2 separate regions of the Sus scrofa genome follow, and region 1 is linked to region 2. A link is a contact called in public HiChIP or PLAC-seq data. All regions are on one chromosome and are shown on one strand. The core of a region is the stretch at or near the end of the contact, and the rest is flanking DNA. Distances in the headings are between cores, read along the strand shown.

Region 1 (2,700 bases), core at 148-2,647, 100 kb after region 2:
CTTAGTTATCACTTGTTTCTCTGATGGAAATGGAAACTCTTCTAGGGCAGGAATTTAAAAACTTATATAAAACAGAAAAAAATATAAAAAAAGAAATTAAAAAAACACAAAAAACCTTTTTAGCTATGATTTCTCAGTGCTTAGAACAGTACTTAGCAAAAACACATGTGTTCAGGAATTCCCGCTGTGGCACAAAGGAATTGGCAGGAACCCTGGCCCAGCGTTGCCACTCTAAGGGCATAGGAAGGACACAGTTGGGGCTTGGATGTGATCCCCAGCCTGGCAACTCCGTATATATAAAACAACGAAATTCCCATTTTGGCTCAGCGGGTAAGAACCCAACTAGTATCCATGAGGCTATGGGTTCAATCCCTGGCCCCGCTCGGTGGGTTAAGGATCTGGGGTTGCCGTGAGCTGTGGTGTAGGCCGCAGATGCAGCTCAGATCTCGCATTGCTGTGGCTGCGATGTAGGCCAGCAGCTACAGCTTCATTTGAACCCCTAGCCTGGGAACCTCCATATGTTGCAAGTGCGGTCCTAAAAAGCAAAAAAAAGAAAAAAGAAAAACAAACAAAAAAAAATCAGTAGTGGTGATTTGCCAGTCTACGAGGTATTTACGCAAAAGAACAGGTTTGCCTCAACCAGGGATAGATGAATCCAGAGTGCATGTGTGGGAGGAACCTAGTCAAGGAGGACTTTTTTTACACGGTGAGATTTCCCCTATTCTGGAGTATTCGTTCTTTTTTTTTTTTTTTTTTTTTTTTGCTCTCTCAGGCCTCACATGGAAGTTCCCAGGCTAGGGATCTAATCAGAGCTACAACTGCCAGCCTACACCACAACCACAGAAACCCCAGATCCGAGCTGTGTCTGCGACCTACACCACAGCTCACAGCAACGCCGGATCCTTAACCCGCTAAGGGAGGCCAGGGATCGAACCCTCATCCTCATGGATCCTAGTCGGGTTCCTTAACTGCTGAGCCACGAAGGGAAGTCCCTGGAGTATTCGTTCTTAAGAGAAGGTCTGCCCCTCTCTCATCCTGAGGCATATTTACCAGAGTGGAGGTATCTTCACCCTTCTATTTGTCTACTGGCATATGCAGTACCATTCACTCCGGCAAGAACTGCATCAGTCCAAGAAGATATTTACCAGCTAACACAATACACTGTACCCGCCCACGAGAACAAATACGACGTGGGTAAATTCTTACCTTGCAGGAAAGAGGCAGAGCCATCGGGCCGGGACAACAAGTTTTGTTCGCAGGCAAAGTGCCGGAGAGTACAGCTGGGGCTCCGAGGGCCAGACTCTGCTCCAGACTCGGGGCGTACCTTGGTTTCAGTCTGCATCGACTCCTCCATCGCCGGGGAGCCCACGTGCAGCAGGGACTGTCGCTTCCGCCCAGAAGCGCGCGCTTGCGTACAGACTGCGTACCCAATGAGCAAGCGCCAACTTGGGTGCGGGGCCCTCCGGGATCCGCGCCCGCACGTGTCTCTGCGTTTACTAACAATCTGGTCCCTCCTACTCCCGCCTAGAGAGTCCAGGAAAGCCATTGGACAGAAGGGAAGAGAGGGCGGGCCTTGGCATGAGCTCGTCCTACCCGAGGCCCCGGGGCCCTGAAACCCTGAAGCCGAGCTCAGTTGCCCTCTGCTTTGCCTGTTAAGAGGAATAACTCCGGTGAAGCGATCGGAGTAATTTGGGGAAATCTGGATTATTTTACCCACCTATATATGTGTCCTAAAGACCGCAGGATTAGTAGCAGGTGGTTTCTTGGCAGAGCGATCCTGGTATTTGAGTCAGGCTCCTGAAGGGGCAGCCCCAGTCTCGCCAAGGAGGGGGACGCTACTCTGAGGTATTAATGGTCAAGATGGCGTTGGCGGTGGCTGTGGCGAGGGTTTGGGAGCGCAGTCAAGGCTTGGGCCAGGCTGGCCTCCTGCTTCTGCGGCGGCTTGGGGCTCGGGGTCTGGCTAGATCTGTGAGTACTGGGGAGGTACCCGAGAAGGTATAGAAATGTTAACTCCTTCTTCAGAGTGTGGCGTCCCTGTAGGGAGTACATGGAGGGCGGTTGAAGGGAGAAGGGCTGCAGAAACATCTTGTAGCGGACCCTCAAGGGAAGAAGTTTCACTTCCTTAGGAGAGGCAAAGCGGGACAGCTTCTTTGTGGACCCTCAGGGAGGAAGACAACGTGGAGAAAGTGAGGGAGGGCGTTTCTTATTAGTTGCCACCAATGCCCCGGGGAGGCCTCTTGGAGGACATGGGGGGAAAGTGTGACCTTTCTCCTCAGGGGTTGGAGAGTGAAATTGCGTTTACAAAGGAAAGATTTTCTTCTTGGGAAAGACTCCCCCTTCCAAGAAGAGAAGAGAGAGCAGATACCCCAGCACAGGCTTTTATAGTGCCTTTTTGCTTCAACTCTGGTTTTTTTTAGTTTGTTTTTTTACTTTTTATTGGGGCATCTGCAGCATATGGAAGTTCCCAGGCTAGGGGTGGAATGGGAACCGCAGCTGGGGGCCAACGCCAGATTCTTAACCCAGTGAGCGGGGCCAGGAGTGGAACCTGCATCCTCATGGACACTATGACCGGTTCCTAACCCACTGAACCACAACAGGAACTCCTGCTCTGATTTTAAAATGAATCGTGTAAAAAAGTCGTTTGATCCTGGGTCCCCTGATGCAGTACCTGGCTGTTGACCTTGTCTGTCTTGATCATTA
Region 2 (2,700 bases), core at 38-2,537:
GGCTTGTTTTTTTGAGTTAGAGGCGACAGGTGGTGCAGGGTTAAACATAATGAAACTACGGCGTTTAGTAGCGCGAGGCTTAATCTGTGTATTGAGCTTGTCAATACAGACGCCAAACTAGCAAATCAGCATAGATGATTTGGGGTAGAGACCCCTGAGCTTTTGGAAGCCCTTCCGCATGGAAAGGGAATGACCGCGTACAGAGCGCCCATTCCACGTAAGATAGCAACCGGAGAGAAAGACGTCAGCGCAGCTATGATAATGGAAAGAGGGGCCCCGTGAGATGATCTATCAAAGGGGAGAGAGTGAGATTTCTTTCACAACTTTTTCCCCGTTGTTTGTCTCTGCTTTCAAACCTTCAGGACTCTCTGAAGCCAAAGAGCTGCTTTTCATAAAAGCAACTGAGTTTCTTCCAGACTAAGAACAATTTGTGTACCTAAATCTCTGTTTAGTATACTTCCCTCTACGGCGAAGTTTGTAAGGCGGTCCGTAACCAGAATAGCCAATCTGGCTAGGTTTTCCTAAAACGGTGCAACTGTACTAGCTTTACCGAGATAAGACAGGAACTACGATTGGTGGACAGATTGTTTTGAAACCGCCCTAACGGCAAGGGGAAGGTCCTTCGTGAATTCATCTCTTTCCGGTTTCCTAAAGGCAATCTTGAAAGGGGGCGGGGAGGAGTGGTTTGCGGACCCTCCATTTGATTGGTCCTAGTGGTTTTACCCGCTTGGACGCCTCCAGGGGCGGGAGATTTAGACCAATCAAGATATGTGTTACAGAGACACTAGTTTGATGAAAGGACCGCGCAGGAAAGGCCGTGGGGACCTCATTCTGAGATCTCACTGCTGATGGGTCCAGGTCTTTACTCCCTTTCCCTCATTTGACCCTACTGGAGCGGGCGCGCGAACGCTACCCAATCACCGCGCGCTCCGCCTCTCACCTTTTCCCGCCCTCCCGCTCCGGCTTCGGCATCGACGTAGGCCAACGCTTCCTCCCCGGTAGCTCCCAAGCCCTTTCAGTGCCGTTCTTTTGAAAGACACGCTCTGATTGGTCGAGTCTCTGGGCCCGCGCCCGTTGCTCCCATGCGGTGGCCAATTGGCACCCGTGTTGCATCGCACGGGGCCACGGAGGAGGGGGAGGTGGCGGCGGCGGCCATTTTGAGCCGCCGCCGCCATTGGAGTGGGGGCCCCCCCCTTTCCCCCTTCGCCTCCTGACAGGAAAGGTTTAAGGGGGACAGAGCCCTGGGAGGCCGGGCCGGGCTCGGGGGCCGCCCCGGGGGCCCGGGCCATGGATGTGCGCCGTCTGAAGGTGAACGAACTTCGCGAGGAACTGCAGCGCCGCGGCCTGGACACTCGTGGCCTCAAGGCCGAGCTTGCTGAGCGGCTGCAGGCGGCGCTGGAGGCCGAGGAGCCCGACGACGAGCGGGAGCTCGAGGCCGACGACGAACCGGGGCGACCTGGGCACAACAGCGAGGAGGTCGAGACCGAGGGGGGCTCCGAGCTGGAGGGGACCGCGCAGCCACCGCCGCCCGGGCTGCAGCTGCAGCCGCACCCGGAGCCCGGCGGCTACTCGGGGCCGGACGGACATTGTGAGAGTGCGCGGGGCGGGGGCCGGGGAGCCCGGAGTCCGGGCCGAGGAAGGGCTGTGGGACGCGGGAGTCCGGCGCCTGAGGTCGGGGAGACGATCTAAGGATCGGGGGATGCCTCTGCCCGTCGCTGAAAAGGATTTGGGGACAAGGCCCGCGGGACGACCGGAGGGCGAATCCTGGCATTCGGTGCAGGGGAGATCCTGGAATGGGGGGCGGGGGTCCTCGGTTTCGGAGATGAGGAAGGTCGGCGGGGGGGGGGGTTGTAAAGGGTTCCGCAGCCTAGGACTCGGAAACCGGAAGCTGTGGTTTCTGGACCCGAAGACAATCGGAAGAACAAGAGGTTTTCTATTTGGGGGGCTGAGGAGAGTCTTGGAAATGATGATCTTAGAGCTTGGGAGCTGTGCGAGCCCAGGCTATGAGCTAGGCGTTGAGAGCTTTGTTTTCTGGGCTGGAGAGTTTTGAGGATGGAGGATCCTGGAGTTTGCTCCTGAATGGGGGGCACAGGGACTTCTTATATTTGGTATTAGTGTGGGTTGTATGTAAGATGGGTGCTGGCGTCTGGCCGGGGAAGGTCCAATAGACTGTATGTTCTGGTGTTTGGCCTGGGAGCATTTAGGGGATGTGGGAGACCACCATGCGATTGTACTGTGAGGGACTCAGATGCAGGACTAGAAGGCCAACCCGTAGGCAGGGACAACCTGGGCATTTGGTTCTGGCAATTTGGGGACTTTCTGATTGACTTCCAGAGGCGGTATATGGAACCTTGGTGTACAGAGGCTGGTGGCAGAGAGAAGGATGCCTCCCTGGGTGAGGAACCAGGAGGTCTAGAGCTGGAAAGGCTCTGAGGACAGATAATGCAGTGGCTACTGCTGAATGGTTTTAGATTAACAGTATCTGTCGTTTGGAGAACAAGTGTAGCTGGGGGTGGGGTGCAGAAGATAACAAATTGGTGAAGTTTTGAAGTGGATGGAGTATCTGGGGGATAGAGAACCTTGTGTCCAGCAAGGAGTATGTAGCTGGTCCAGTAACTACTACAGGGGAGGGGAGAGTGTGTAGGATATGGAGGGTGAAAGGAAACCTGTTGACTTGGCTGCCAGCCTCGGGGTGGAGTG

The links. HiChIP or PLAC-seq counts read pairs in DNA pulled down with a chosen protein or histone mark.
Region 1: a contact with region 2 is called in an H3K27ac HiChIP or PLAC-seq map of alveolar macrophages. The contact joins the promoter of EXOSC5 here to the promoter of HNRNPUL1 in region 2. A contact is called at or near these places in 1 of 5 promoter capture datasets (liver), 8 of 47 Hi-C or Micro-C datasets (alveolar macrophages, blood, embryonic fibroblasts and 5 more) and 1 of 2 datasets of contacts at active chromatin or transcription factors (alveolar macrophages).

The regions. Positions count from the first base shown.
Region 1 is chr6:49,380,350-49,383,049 of Sscrofa11.1, forward strand. EXOSC5 (exosome component 5) reads right to left here and starts at 1,398. Exons shown (of 6, transcript NM_001244661.1): 1 at 1,207-1,398. The coding sequence starts at 1,354. BCKDHA (branched chain keto acid dehydrogenase E1, alpha polypeptide) reads left to right here and starts at 1,861. Exons shown (of 9, transcript NM_001123083.1): 1 at 1,861-1,968. The coding sequence starts at 1,861.
Region 2 is chr6:49,279,009-49,281,708 of Sscrofa11.1, forward strand. HNRNPUL1 (heterogeneous nuclear ribonucleoprotein U-like protein 1) reads left to right here and starts at 1,288. Exons shown (of 17, transcript XM_021094416.1): 1 at 1,288-1,588. The coding sequence starts at 1,288.